Linked DNA regions of Mus musculus: all the other regions are linked to region 1. The links are chromatin contacts, called in public promoter capture Hi-C maps. All regions are on one chromosome and are shown on one strand. Each heading gives the region's core, a stretch centred on a gene start, on an enhancer-like site or on the middle of the called end of the contact. The rest is flanking DNA. Distances are from core to core; before and after follow the strand shown.

Region 1 (4,481 bases), core at 1,460-3,959:
TCAGGCTGGGCTCTGTGAGATCCCGGGACCTAATTTGTTCCCCTGAGAACAAACTGTACGAAGTTTGCCAGGTACCTGAGTCCCTCTTGCCTTCAGTCTCGCTGTGTGACTGTTGGCTCCTACCAGAAGCCATGGTGCCATCTATATGTGATGATGGAGCTCCGAGGTTCCCCCTGGATCTCAGCAGAAGCTGGTACCATGCTCTCAAATGTCCTAAAGAAACCCTTTCCTTATAAACTGCTCTGCCTCAGCAATGCTCTGAGATACTAACAATGGGCCCGGAGACCTACATCCTCGGGAGGTCAGTAGCAGGCCACATATGGAGTCCCCTAAACTTACCCCACCAGACAGGAAACCCAGAGGGCACATGGCACAAGGGACCCAGCAGTGAGGCACACACTGATCAACCAATCCAGGAAAGGGAAAGAGGAAGTACCTCACTTTATAAAAAGTGGTAGTGTGTGCTTTTAATCCCAGTACTCAGTAGGAGGCAGAATCAGGTGGATCTCGGGGTTCGAGGCCAGCCTGGTCTCTACAGAGAGTTCCCAGACAGCCAGAACTACACAGAAACAAAACAAAACAAAACAAAACAAAACAAAACAAAACATGTCTCAGACAAACATACAAACAAAAAGTTATTTTTCTAAACAGAGTTTCTCTGTGTAGCTTTGACTGTCCTGGAACTTGCTCTGTAGACCAGGCTGGCCTTGAACTCAGAGACCTGCCTGCCTGCCTCCCTCCAAGGGTTGGAACTAAAGGTGTATACCACCCCTGCCCTACTTTGACACATGAGAGTGTCTTTGTTCTGTTATTTGTTTGTTTGTTTGTTTGGTTGGTTGTTGTTATTGTTGTAACTAACTGCCTTTGGTTGGCTTAGAATACCAGTCATCCTCTATAGCCCAGGTTTGTTCAAGCTTCTACCAGACTGAGCACAGTCAGAGCTCTCTCTCTCTCTCTCTCTCTCTCTCTCTCTCTCTCTCTCTCACCAGGAACAGCATTACAACAAAAGATGAGACAAAAATGACTAGGCCCGTAATTCCAATGGAGGCAAGAATATTGAAACTTCAAGGCCAGCCTGGACTACTGAGCATGACCCTGTTTCAAAAACAAAATGTATAAAACTTAACATATCTAACCACTGGGCCACTACCTTCCCAACAATTAGTTACAAGGTAACATTCACTAAAAGCAACATATCTCCTTGACTCATTTATGAAGGGCTGACAGTGGCTCTCACTGTCCTGCCCTTATCTGCAGAAAGCCCTGTCTGTAGAACACACTGGTGCTCCCACGGACCACCGCCAAGCCTCCTGTCTCACTGTGGGTCGCATTTATTCCTGTTGTTTTTACATCGAAACTCTAGAGACATAACAGGAAAAGGAAAGGAAATTGCCAGACAACAACAACAGAGAAAGAGGAGAGAGAGAGAGAGAGAGAGAGAGAGAGAGAGAGAGAGAGAGAGAGAGAAAACTATAATTCTGACAGTACAGTTATAGATCCATACATAAACTGAGACACACACACACAGAGAGAGAGAGAGAGAGAAAACTAAAACTATAATTCTGACAGTACAGTTATAGATCCATACATAAACTGAGACACACACACACACAGAGAGAGAGAGAGAGAGAGAGAGAGAGAGAGAGAGAGAGAGAGAGAGAGAGCGAGCGCCAGGTCTCTCTCCTCCATTATACTGAAAGAGAAACTGCGGACCTCCACTATTGCACAGGGCATTCCAACATCCTAGCGGGCAGAAGGGACACTTTCGGAAATAGGGGAGGACCCAGTCGCCATCACCTCCCTTGGAGGAAGAGTTTCTCTCCTGTCTGAAAGTGAGGATCAAATGCAAGCGAGCTGCTTTCCACTACCTTGCTAGCAGATGGAGAGAGGCTTCTAAGGACGCGGGATTGCAAGCCATGAGGAAGAAAGACACTTTACATGCAATCTTAATGAACCGTGTAACTAATAGCTTTGGTGGTTTGGTTTCAGAAGTGGGGACACAAAGTTCATTTAGGGTAGCTGTGCACCATGTGGTCTGCTTGGGACACTCCTTTCATGTCCCCCCAGGACGCAGTGCCTGGGGGTTGGGAGGGGGTGAAGCGGGGATTTACTCTGAACTCGCTCTCTTCCCAAATCTGAAGATCATAGTAGCACGGTGGGTCAGACCCAGACCCTGCAGTTCTAATTCGGATTCTTGGCACTGAGGCCATTTCCAGCGCTATACAAATAAAAACACATTAAAGCTTTCCGGCTTTACCACATCATCAGCTGAAACAGTTAGCACCTACGGAAACAGCGAGTGTCACGGCGTCCAACTCGACTTTGCCCAGGTGTCCGCAGAAGATGGAACTGACGATGCTGATGAGAAAGATCATCAGCTGCGCCAGGAACTGCAAGGAGCAGAGAGGCGGTCACTCTCGGGCCGCCTGAGGTCGCCCCGCGCCCGCAGCTCGGGGTCCAACTCACCACCGGGCCCGCGAGCGCCACTAGCGCGGCCGCCTCCCGTCTCACGTCGGGGGACAGCGCTCCTCGAAGGCCCAGCAGGATCCTCAGACTGCGCCCCCGTGGGACGCGGACCAGCTCCGGGGGCTGGATGGTGGCTCCCAGGCTGTCCTCGGCCGGCTCCATGGCACAGGCTCAGATAGTGGCGCGATCCACACGTGGAGCCGTGAGTCGAGTAGCCACTGCGAAGTGCAGGGAGCCGGGCGGGAACCGCCCCACGCGCCACCCCGCCCCGGGCGCCGCGTCCAAATCCAACCGTCGCCGAGCGCAGCGCGCGGCACAAGCCTCGGCCTGGGTGCTTATAGACACAACAAGAATTAAGCTGAGGGATGGTTTAGGTGGTCCCATCCAAACGCCACTGTGTAGCTGCTGGTGTAGCTCAATGAGGAATGCCTGCCTGTAGCAGACTCCAACCCCAGCCCCAACCACCAAAAGAAAAAATAAATTGAGCCGTTTTACACTCATAGTGACTGACGTTTCTAATTGTGTTCATTTTCTGTACTTTGGAAGTTTGCTGAATTATCCGTGTGTACTTAATCAACCCTTCAGAGGCTGGAAGAATTGGGCTTCGACTTTGTTCAAGCTTTGTCCAATGGCCACCACCAGGGGGATTGTCACTCTGGGTCTTCATCGCTTTACAGCTCCAGAGACCTCCCGTTGCCTGCACCCCTCTCCCAGGGGAATCTGAGCTTCCTCTGATGATTTATAAACGCTGTTTGCTCACGGAATAATAATCTACAGCCCAGAGACATATCATAAAATGTATTTAATAGAAGTCACACAGCAAGAATATAGAAGCAGTTCAGATATAGTTTTGTAGCATAGAAAACAATAGGCAGAAGAAATAGGAATTCCAGCCCGGAATGAAGACAGTAGACAGCAGTGCATGTTTGACAGTGGCAGATGAATTAATACTCCCCCATAGTCTCCCCCACATTGCACTATATGGTGTTTACCTTATTTATTAGAGAAACAAAATTTTTGAATTCTCAGTTCATAATTCCCATGGGCACAGTTGAATTCTGTTAACTATAATGACTGGCTCTGAATTGTCTCTATGTTCAAAACTGCACGTGGGCCCAGACTTAAACAGTGATTCACTTTCCAGGGGCTCAACTTTAACATTGATGCAAAAGTGACACGCATTCAGAAGAGACTGTTTTTGAACGGGGAGCTTTTCCTGGGTTCACAATGTGTGACACTATCCTTTGGAAACATGGGGACAGTGGCAGTGAGCTAGAGTCTCCAGGTGACTCCCTGCAATCCCAGGGGTGCAAAATCAACATTCCGGTTGGTACAATGTTTCGAATACTGGTATTTGGTAGGTAAGTATATTGCAGGCATTGTCCACTCCAGAGCATCTCCTCTGCCTCTGTCTCATCTATGTCTCTTTGTCTTTCTGTTTATATCTCTTGGGGGGGTGTCTCCCTCTCTCTGTCTCTCTCAAACACACACCCAAAGAGAGACACATACAGAGAGAGAGAGAGAGAGAGAGAGAGAGAACTTATGTTAGAGGGCCCAGAACATGCTGAACATATTGCTGTCTGCAGTATCCCCAGCCCTGATGTTTCAATGTGGGGTGGATTTGTTCAGCATTAACTTCACAGACTGAGGAGCACCCAAGTTGCTGGATTGATGGCATTCCCACATTATTCAATTCTGATATAGACTCTCACTAAAATCCCACCCACCAAGACTAAGACTACCCCTAGGAGCAGGAGTCCTCTCCGTAAGGCCAACTGTTTCCCAGACAGTTTATTGCTGTCCTTTGGACGGATAGGCAAAGCTTGTTGCTGGTTCATCGGCTGGTCCAACTGAGTCTCGTCTTTTTTTTCAAGATCCGTCATCATAATTTCTCCATGGCTCTCAGGACACACTGTGGGGAAAAGGGGTCTTAGTGAGTAGCTTGAAAGGATTCTTACTTTCATATGTACAGATGGTGGTGGTTATTATTTGTGATTGTTGCTAGGAGAAAGTTA
Region 2 (4,481 bases), core at 839-3,338, 170 kb before region 1:
TCAGAGCATAGCTATCTGCCTTCATTTCCTAATTTAGTCCACCAAAACAACACAATTTCTGAGTGTTGTCCTGGTGTCCCAACTCTTGGCTGTGAAGATCACTTAACAAAGAACTTGTAGCACGGTGGAGATTTAAACATTGAGCTGAGCAGCCCTAATTAAAAAGGAAACTTTTCATTTCCTTGTGTAGTGCTATACAAAACTAAGAGTCTGGGGAGATGAAGAAAGCAAAACAAGGAAAGAGAAAGGGGAAGATTCCTCCATTTAATCCCAATGTAAAAATGACTTTATAGCACATCTCAATCCAAGAAGCAACAGAATGGATCAGTGACCGTTTACTGCTGTGATCCTAGTTCTCACGAGGCTGAGACAGGAAGACTGGGTGGTTAAGTCTGGACCACAGAGAAAGGCTCCTGTCTCAAAATACAAAGTAAGACAACTCTAGTAATTTTTTTATCATATGCTTCTATTACCAAAACTCTTGCTCCAATCCTAAAAGACTCTTACAGAACATAAGCCTTTAACGCCCTCAAAGACTTATATTATGGCCACGATTGATTTAAAAAGGGGGAATTTAGGCCGGGGTGGGAGTGGGGGGGGGTGTGGTTTGCATTCACCTTTAATCCCATCGTTCTGGAAGCAGAGGCCTGTGGATCTGTGTGAGTTAGAGGCCAGCTATCTACAAATCGAGTTTAAGAACTGCCAAAGGCAGCCGGGCGTGGTGGCGCACGCCTTTAATCCCAGCACTCGGGAGGCAGAGGTAGGCGGATTTCTGAGTTCGAAGCCAGCCAGGGCTACACAGAGAAACCCTGTCTCGAAAAACCAAAAAGAAAAGAAAAAAGAAAAAAGAAAAGAACGCCAAGGGCTATAGAGAGAAGTCCTGCCTCGAGAAACTAAAGAGGGAGAGTTTGATGCTTAACATGAAACACCCAGCAGATTTGTCAGTTCTCCCGTTATAAAATGCTACTCAAGATAGAAACAATCAAAATTTTCTATTCCACTTTTCACCTTCAAAATCAAATTGTAATTATGAAGTTTTTTTTAAATTAGAAAATAATGTTTTCCCATCTCCAAATCACTAATAAAATCATCATAGTTGCTGAGATTTACAGGACCCAAAACAACAAAATAGCCACTCTCGAAGGCTGCGGTTGTCAATCACCTCCTACGTCCTAAAAATCTCGCTTCTCAACTCGAGTGCGCGGAGGCCCTGCCAGCCTCAGGTGTCCGCGAAGGGTCTCAGCCCCGGGAACGAGCTGTTATCCACGGAACTACCCTGCAGACCCCAGGCCCCCACCACTACCTTTACAGACAAATACTCCTCAATGGAATGTCCAGACAGATCTTCCTCCTCCTACTCAGATACCCCTCCCCCTCCCATCGTGGGTTCCACCGCCACACTCCCAACAGCGTCCACTAGGTGGTCCCTGGACCCCTCCCAGCACCGTGATGCTTCCTCTAGCCCCCTCCCTGCACCACGACGCTTCCTCTAGCCCCCTCCCCACGTTGCGAGGTTCTCCTTAGTCCCCCTTCCTGCACCGGGATGCTTCCTCTAGCCCCTTCCCTGCACCGCGAGGCTTCGCCTTGCCCATTCCTCGGCCCCACCCCCTCACGGCAAGGCTTCCCCTCACGCCCTCCCCGCAAGGCCAGGCTCCCTCCCCACGACTACCAGGCTTCCCCTCTCCCTCTCCCACCTACACTCCCCGCTTCCCAGCCCGCAGAGCGGCGCAAGCCTTGGGCTCACCTTGCGCTTGCGAGCCTCGGCAGTTCCGCTCCACACGAAGCACTGGTAGATGGCCCGCAGGTTTTGCTTCCAGTTGTCCACCTTGAAGCTGCCCAGGTGCGAGCAGCCAGGCGGCGGTACCGCCAGCTCAGCGTCCATGGCCTCGACCTCAGGCTCCGGCCTGGCCACCATGGCGGGCAAGGCCCGGGCGCGCGGGGCAGGCGGCGACGGGGGCGAGGACGACGCCAGGGCGGCGAGAACAAAGCTGGGGGACAAAGACCGCGTTGAGAACTCAGGCAGGCTACAGCAGCACCCACCGCACGCGCAGCACCCTCTGACTTCGAGGAGGGCGGGGCGAGGCTGGGCGGGACAGGGCGGAGCTGTCCGCGGGAAAGGATAACGTCACCCAGGCCGGCGGCCTTAGTGCGCAGGCTCCGCTGCTCTAGACCCCGCCTATCAGCCCTCCTCTCGCCCGCTGGCTCCAGAGAAAAGCCGAAGGCCTCGGGTTGGGTCAACAGGGTCCCGCCCTCGCGTCACACCATTGGTGGTTTGCCGGTCTAAGACACGGTCTGCGCCTATTATAGGCTTTCGAACCGCCTCCGGAGACGCCAGCGATTTGACGTTTCGAGTCTCTCCTTGGAAGGCGGGGCGTGCTGAGGATTGGGTAAAACTGAGTGTCAGTCAGGCCACTGAACCGGTTTGCACCGGCCTGAGCTCTGCCGCAAAGAGGCGGGGCGACGGAGGGGTGGGGCAGGGTAGGGCCTGCGTCTGCGAGTTCTCTGAAAGGAGGGTTTCTAGGTTCTGTTTGTTGGTCCTTGGAGTTCCTAGTGTGGGCGTTTCTGCAGAGACTGCCATCTTGGCGACTGTGTTGGGTACCGCAATGCCACAGCTGGAGATTGGGCGTGGCAAGAATACAGATCTTCCCTTCCCTAGGATATTATTCAGCGTTATCCTATTGAACTAGAATGCCAACTGGTATACGAATTTTTTTAGTGGCTACATTTTGTACAATATTTTGCACCAAGAAAGATAAAATTAATTTTAACAAGCAGTCAAATAAAGACAGAATATCAAGTCAAATTTTTACATTGGCTTTGAAATATCGTGTTATACAGGTTTGGTATAGCAATTCAATTTGTACTAGCCACATTACACTCTATTATTAAGTAGGAACAGTATAGAGCTATGATGCATTTAGCTCTCCTATCTGAGGGTTACACAGATGTGCAGCAAACCAACTCAGAAGAGAAAATATTGATCTTCTGCCCTACAAATTGTATATACCGAGTAAATAGACACCTCTCTCCTGTTATACCTTAAACAGGATAACAGCTAGGTGTCAAACTCAGGCAGACAGGTACCCATGATGTGGAGCAGTGAAATAATTCTCCAAGACAGAAAAGGCAGAAGAAGTAGAGAGTTCATCGGTGTACTGCAGTAACAGCAGCTAGCAGACAAGACAGCCGAGAAAAATTGCCGACAGGCATTTTGATGTCATGGTTCCGAGGAGCAATTGCAGTTGTGGCTTGTCCAATGAGTACCAGCTTGGTCTTAGAGCAGTGATGGTCGTATTCAGGCTTAGATATGGCTTAGCATGCTATCTTAGTTGGCATTTGAGTATCACCCAGAGAGGAGTTACAGCATAGAGAAGGGGGTGGGTGGGGGTTGGTGTGTCTGTGTATATGAATATTTTGGGAGCTACTCAGGTTGAGGCAGGAGGATCATTTGAGCCCGGAGTTTGTGGTCAGCCAGAGCAAATAGTGAGACTCATAGTAAAAAGAGGAAGGGGTGGGGTGGGGAAGCTGGTAAGATGCATACAGACCATATAGGTTAGAGGCAAATATTACATCATTTTATAGTTAGGACTTGAGCATGAGGGTTTTGGCTTACTAAAGGACTTCTGTGTGTGAATGAGTCACTCAGGGCATATTGTGAGGGAACATACTCACTCACACACACACACAAAACCTTTCAAGTACAGTCATTGTCTTGGGAAGCCCTTGGCTTACATGTGATGCTGTTCAGGTATTCTTATCCCACTGCTGGCTATTTTACTGCAATCCAACACAGGTGGGACAAAACAAAACAGCAACTGCTGCCAAGACTTCCATGATCCGGAAGTTGTGGAGTTTAATGGACGGAAAACTAGAACAAAGACTCCGTGTTGAGCAGTGCATGCCTTTGATCCTAGAACTCAGGAGACAGAGGCAGGTGGACCTCTGAGTTGAGGCCAGCCTTGGTCTACAGAGCAAGTTCTAGGAGAGTGAGAGCTACATAGAGAAACCCTGTCTGGTGGGATGAGGGGGACCTGGGTCTAGGACAAATTAGCAGACATCCAGAGCCCCTTCCTAAAGTGCTTTCCACCACACCCCAAATCTCATACTCCCTCACCTGCCAGGCTTCACCAGAAACTCCCTGTACAGTGAAAGTGTTCCATTGTCACCCTGTTGACAATGGCAGTCACTTTCCCACCCCACCCCCACTACCTGATTCACTTGAAAGAATGTATCACTATATCTGTCAGGGGACAGTTACTTGTTTAGTTTACCTTTTTTTGTTTGTTAGGTATGTGTGTGTGTGTGTGTGTTTGGGGGTGGGTACAGCTTAGACAGGGTCTCATCTTGCCCAGATTGACCTCAAACTCACTCTGTAGCTAAGGATGACCCAACTTCTGTATCCACCTGCTGAGTGCTGAGATTATAGGTACACATAACTATGCCCAGTGTGTGAGGGCCTAGGGACCAAACCCAGGGTTTCA
Region 3 (4,481 bases), core at 1,198-3,697, 140 kb after region 1:
CCTCCCAAGTGCTGTGATTAAAGGCGTGTGCCAGCCTTTCTGTAGCTTTATGCTAGTATTTGTTGAAGGAAATATTAGAATTAGAGACAACTTGTGTTATAAGAACAATCCACACGCTTCAACTAGATGAACGTTTCTTTCTCTTCTACAGAAGGTTTAGGGTAGGATGGTGCAGGCCCGGCCTGAGACCCACTCCACACAGCAGGAAGGGACCATGCGTCTATCTGTCTCACCTCAGCCATTCCCCACATAAGGCCTCATCCCCATGTTCCAGGCAGCAGCTAGGTCTCCCTCCCTCAGCTTCAGAAGCAGAAGGAAAAACCAAGATCCATCCATCTTCCATTTGCATCTTATTGGCCAAAATTCAGACCTGTGACCTCACCCAGCCACATGAGAGACTGGACAATGAGCCAGCTAAAAATCTGGACTAACGCAAGAGTGATTATCGTGAGGAGGCCAACTCTGCCTTCCACAGACAAGGGTGAAAACTGTGTTGACTACAACCCACTCGAAGGAGAACCATCGGATGTTTATGACGATGATGAGCGAATCTGGCTAACTAATGACTACAGTCCACCAGATAGCATTTGTGGGAGGCCCCTGGTTCAGCTTCAGCTCCTGCACTGACTCTGACTCCAACTAACTTCAGGCGGCTCTGAAACCAATTACGGAACTAAGCTGTAACCAATTAAGCGGTCTCTGCACACGCTCGTTCCCTCTCAGTGCTGTCAGATCCTATTATTACTGGGAGTTGTCTGAATTCGCCTTGGACCGCCCAATTTGCAAATCACTTTTGTTTTGTGTTGCTTTGTTTATAATTGCTCAAATTCACATTGAATTTAATTAGGTTAAGATTTCTCCTTTGGGCCGGGTGTGGTGGAACACATCTTTAACCCCAGCACTTGGGAGGCAGAGGCAGGCGGATTTCTAAGTTCGAGGCCAGCCTGGTCTACAGAGTGAGTTCCAGGTCAGCTTGGACAAGTTGGTGTGGGCACTGTCAAGGAGGCCCAATGGGGTTCTTCGTGGGTCTTTTCTCCTTTTCCAGGGATGGAGAGAAAGGATCTAAGCCATCTCTTTGCTCTGGATCTCTCACATGCTCACCTGTTACATTTGTGTCCCTTCAAGGCATTTTTGGTTCTTTGTCCAAAACACGTAGGCCACTCCAGGGGCTGATTCTGCATCCCCAGCAGCAAACATATTGTGTAACACATAGTAGGTGCTCAAAAAAAAAAAACAAAAATCTGTCTTTGGTGAATCCATACGCTTTATGATGGGTGCTGAGTGTGCAGAACTGGGAGGCAATGAGCACTACCCACTAGCACTCAGAGACAAAAGGAAAGGCCGGTGGGCGCCACGAGGAACAGCCCAGGCAAAGGCCCAGGGGCCTGCTGGCCAGGAGTCTGGGTAGCCAGACAAAGTGTAGGGAGTCACGAGGAGCACGGGCTTGAAGGGAGGTCGAGCCAGACTGGTAATTCCTTTCAAGTCCCAGTCGGAAATGTTGGCCTCAGCCGTGAAGGAATGGAGAGCCACCGGAGGCTTAAACAGGGGAACACAGATCAGGCACCTGGGACACTCTTGCAGCCGACAGAGAATGGGAGGAGGAGGAGAGAGCAAAATCAGAAGAGACTGGGTGGCCAGGGTGGCGGGAGGCACACCGAAACCAGGCTTAAGGTGGACAAGGAAAGCAGCATTGGGCTCAGCCAGGATGGAGGAGAGAGGGCTCGAGAGGCTCAGCCGGGCGGGCGGGCGGCGGTGAGAGCAGATGGGCTTAGAAGGGAGGAGGGGCCGAGCGAGGAGAAACAAAAGCACCCCAGATGGTCCAGGGAACTGTAGGAGGGGAAAGAGTGGGGGGTACAGACACCCAGCAGGGGAGGGGGCTGGGAAGGAGTTGGAGAGGGCCCTGGCTCCAGTCGAGGCAGACAGAGCTGCTGGCCGCCTGTATCTTTCTGCTCATGGCTCAGAAATGTCCCAAGCTTGCCAGGAGACTTCGGGCCCCTGCTGGCCCTGTCTCCTCCCAGGCCAGGCAGCTCCCTCATAGGGAGCTTTGGGACCGTCTCCCCTAGCCTTCCCATTGCCAAGTGAAGACCCCTGTCTCAGTCCCAGGGACACCTCTTGAGCAGACTAGTTAGGAAAGCAGACATCTGCAGAGGGCCTGTCAGGAAACAGAGGGGTGAGCAGAGGCCAGCGGGGGTTGCCAAAGGACCCACAAGTCCAGCAGGGCAGGAGGCAGAGTGGGGTCCAGGGTACAGTTGCGGCTGGTAAGGAGTTAATGTCTGGTTCACAGTGCTTCTCTGACAGGCCTAATGAGACCCAGGTGGTCCTCTGGCCCCTGACAGTGTAAGCTGATGCCGGGGGCCGGTTGTTGGGGTGGGGGTGGGGGGCATTCTGCAGTTCCAGGGGCGGAGCTGGGTCTGTGGGCTCAGACCCAACACATAACTGTGGGCGGCTGCAGTCTGGGGCCCCAGACAGCCAGCCTCTCTCAACTGAGCTGACACCATGAAGGTACTGGCCTGGAGGATCAAGACCATTTGTGGAGACAAGCCACTTGCCAGATAGGGAACAGCGAAGCTCAGTGGAGTTCTCTTGAAACTTAAGTTCTGGGGATATTGGGCCTTCCTCTGAAAGTTGAGAGGGGGTAAAAAAGACAGAGGGCAGAGTTCAGGCAGGGAGAGCCCTGGGAGGTGGGAGGCGTCTGGCCCATGTTGGGGGCTACACTCACCCCATTTCCCATCCCCAGGCCCTCCCAGCCCTGCCACTGATGCTGATGCTGCTCTCCATGCCTCCCCCCTGCGCCCCGCAAGCCTCTGGGATCCGGGGAGATGGTAAGCAGCCCCCATTCACAGACACGGCCTGGTCAGCAGGCTGGATGAGGCCATTCTAAGTGAGGCTCTGCAGGACTGCTTCCTCCTCTACAAAGTGGCAGGTATCCCCCTAGAGAAATCTCCAGATTTCTCCTGATAGAGTCCCTTAGGCCTGGAGCAAAACTGGGATATGGAGGGGGGTGTCCTTATGCCTTAGTCTTTCTCCTCACGGTCCCCACACTGCCACTCGCAGCTCTGGAGAAGTCCTGTCTTCAGCAACCCCTGGACTGTGATGATATCTACGCCCAGGGCTATCAGGAAGACGGCGTGTATCTCATCTACCCCTATGGCCCCAGTGTGCCGGTGCCCGTCTTCTGCGACATGACAACTGAGGGCGGCAAGTGGACGGTGAGTAGGCAAAGGGGCCTCAGGCCAGATGGGGTTCAGGCAGCTGCGCGATCCCGGCTGTCATCTCTGTGAAGTGGATTTTTCATCTTCATGGGGACTGGATCCAGGGCTGCTAGCACTTACTTGCCTGAGGAAGCTAATGCATGCTGTCCTCACAGCGGTAGGTTGGTGCCTTGTCTAAATGAGGAACTGCGAGCCCAGGTAAGTAGCATTAATAGCCTTGGCGGGCACAGTAATGAACTCACAGCCAAGTATTCTAGATCCTCCTGATGGGTTTTGGGTTTTTTTGTTGTTGTTGTTGTTTTCTAGACAGGGTTTCTCCTGGAACTCACTTTATAGACCAGGCTGGCCTTGAATTCAGAAATCTGCCTGCCTCTGCCTCCCGATTGCTGGGATTAAAGGCGTGGGCCACCACGCCCGGCCCTCCTGCTGGTTTTATCATGCAGTGCTGGGATGGAACCCAGGGCCTCTAAGCTAAGTGGGTGCTTTGCCACTAAGCTATGTCTACAGGTCCCAGCTCCCTCTTAATCTTTTCCCCTTCCTGTCTCTCAGCAGACAAGGGGCCTGGTAGATACCCCCTTCTCAGCAGCAGATGTTCAATGAGAGGCCTGGAGCCAGAGAGTGTGTTCTGTTTTAGCAGTTCCCTAACAAAATGGCTAAGAGTCACCCTAGGGTACTGGACCTCCATCATCCAGCCCCTTGTCCACTTGTTTCCAGGTTTTCCAGAAAAGATTCAACGGCTCAGTGAGTTTCTTCCGGGGCTGGAGCGACTACAAGCTGGGCTTTGGCCGTGCTGACGGGGAGTACTGGCTGGGTAAGGTGGGGCCATGGGGTGGGGGCTGCCCCTCAGCCAAGTCTCTGCTGACCGGCTGCCACCCGTCCCTAGGGCTGCAGAACCTGCACCTCCTGACACTGAAGCAGAAGTATGAGCTGCGCGTGGACTTGGAAGACTTTGAGAACAACACAGCCTATGCCAAGTACATTGACTTCTCCATCTCCCCCAACGCCATCAGTGCTGAGGAGGATGGCTATACCCTCTACGTGGCTGGCTTCGAGGATGGCGGGGCAGGTACCCCTCTCAGCTTCTTCAGGGGCAGTGGCGGGGGGGGGGGGGGTAGGGGGAGTCAGTAAGGGGTAGGATCAGTAGGGGGTGGGGCGGGTACCTCTCTCAACTTCTTCAGGGGCAGTGGTGGGGGAGGGGGTGGGGTCAGTAGGGAGTGGGGTCAGTAGGGATTGGGGTCAGTAACGTAGGATTGGCCCTGCTCCATTGGT

Evidence for each region. Capture Hi-C pulls out chosen DNA fragments and counts their contacts.
Region 2: a contact with region 1 is called in a promoter capture Hi-C map of pancreatic islet. The contact joins the promoter of Usp22 here to the promoter of Slc47a2 in region 1. A contact is called at or near these places in 11 of 39 promoter capture datasets (the 3T3-L1 cell line, 3T3-L1-derived adipocytes, cranial neural crest and 5 more), 8 of 484 Hi-C or Micro-C datasets (B cells, LSK cells, Sertoli cells and 5 more), 10 of 115 datasets of contacts at active chromatin or transcription factors (the 230-238 cell line, T-cell acute lymphoblastic leukemia, embryonic stem cells and 3 more) and 3 of 9 other capture datasets (adipose tissue, liver and pancreatic islet).
Region 3: a contact with region 1 is called in a promoter capture Hi-C map of pancreatic islet. The contact joins the promoter of Mfap4 here to the promoter of Slc47a2 in region 1. A contact is called at or near these places in 3 of 39 promoter capture datasets (the HPC-7 cell line, embryonic stem cells and macrophages), 13 of 484 Hi-C or Micro-C datasets (the AML12 cell line, Th2 cells, cerebral cortex and 6 more), 12 of 115 datasets of contacts at active chromatin or transcription factors (T-cell acute lymphoblastic leukemia, bone marrow-derived dendritic cells, bone marrow-derived macrophages and 2 more) and 3 of 9 other capture datasets (adipose tissue, liver and pancreatic islet).

What each region holds. Positions count from the first base shown.
Region 1 is chr11:61,340,151-61,344,631 of GRCm38.p6, forward strand. It overlaps Slc47a2 (solute carrier family 47, member 2), which reads right to left and starts at 2,710. Exons shown (of 17, transcript NM_001033542.2): 1 at 2,467-2,710; 2 at 2,289-2,390. The coding sequence starts at 2,628. It overlaps Slc47a1 (solute carrier family 47, member 1), which reads right to left. Exons shown (of 17, transcript NM_026183.5): 17 at 3,250-4,378. The coding sequence ends at 4,152.
Region 2 is chr11:61,172,971-61,177,451 of GRCm38.p6, forward strand. It overlaps Usp22 (ubiquitin specific peptidase 22), which reads right to left and starts at 2,089. Exons shown (of 13, transcript NM_001004143.4): 1 at 1,745-2,089. The coding sequence starts at 1,915.
Region 3 is chr11:61,482,984-61,487,464 of GRCm38.p6, forward strand. It overlaps Mfap4 (microfibrillar-associated protein 4), which reads left to right and starts at 2,448. Exons shown (of 6, transcript NM_029568.3): 1 at 2,448-2,502; 2 at 2,738-2,822; 3 at 3,055-3,209; 4 at 3,927-4,023; 5 at 4,096-4,278. The coding sequence starts at 2,497.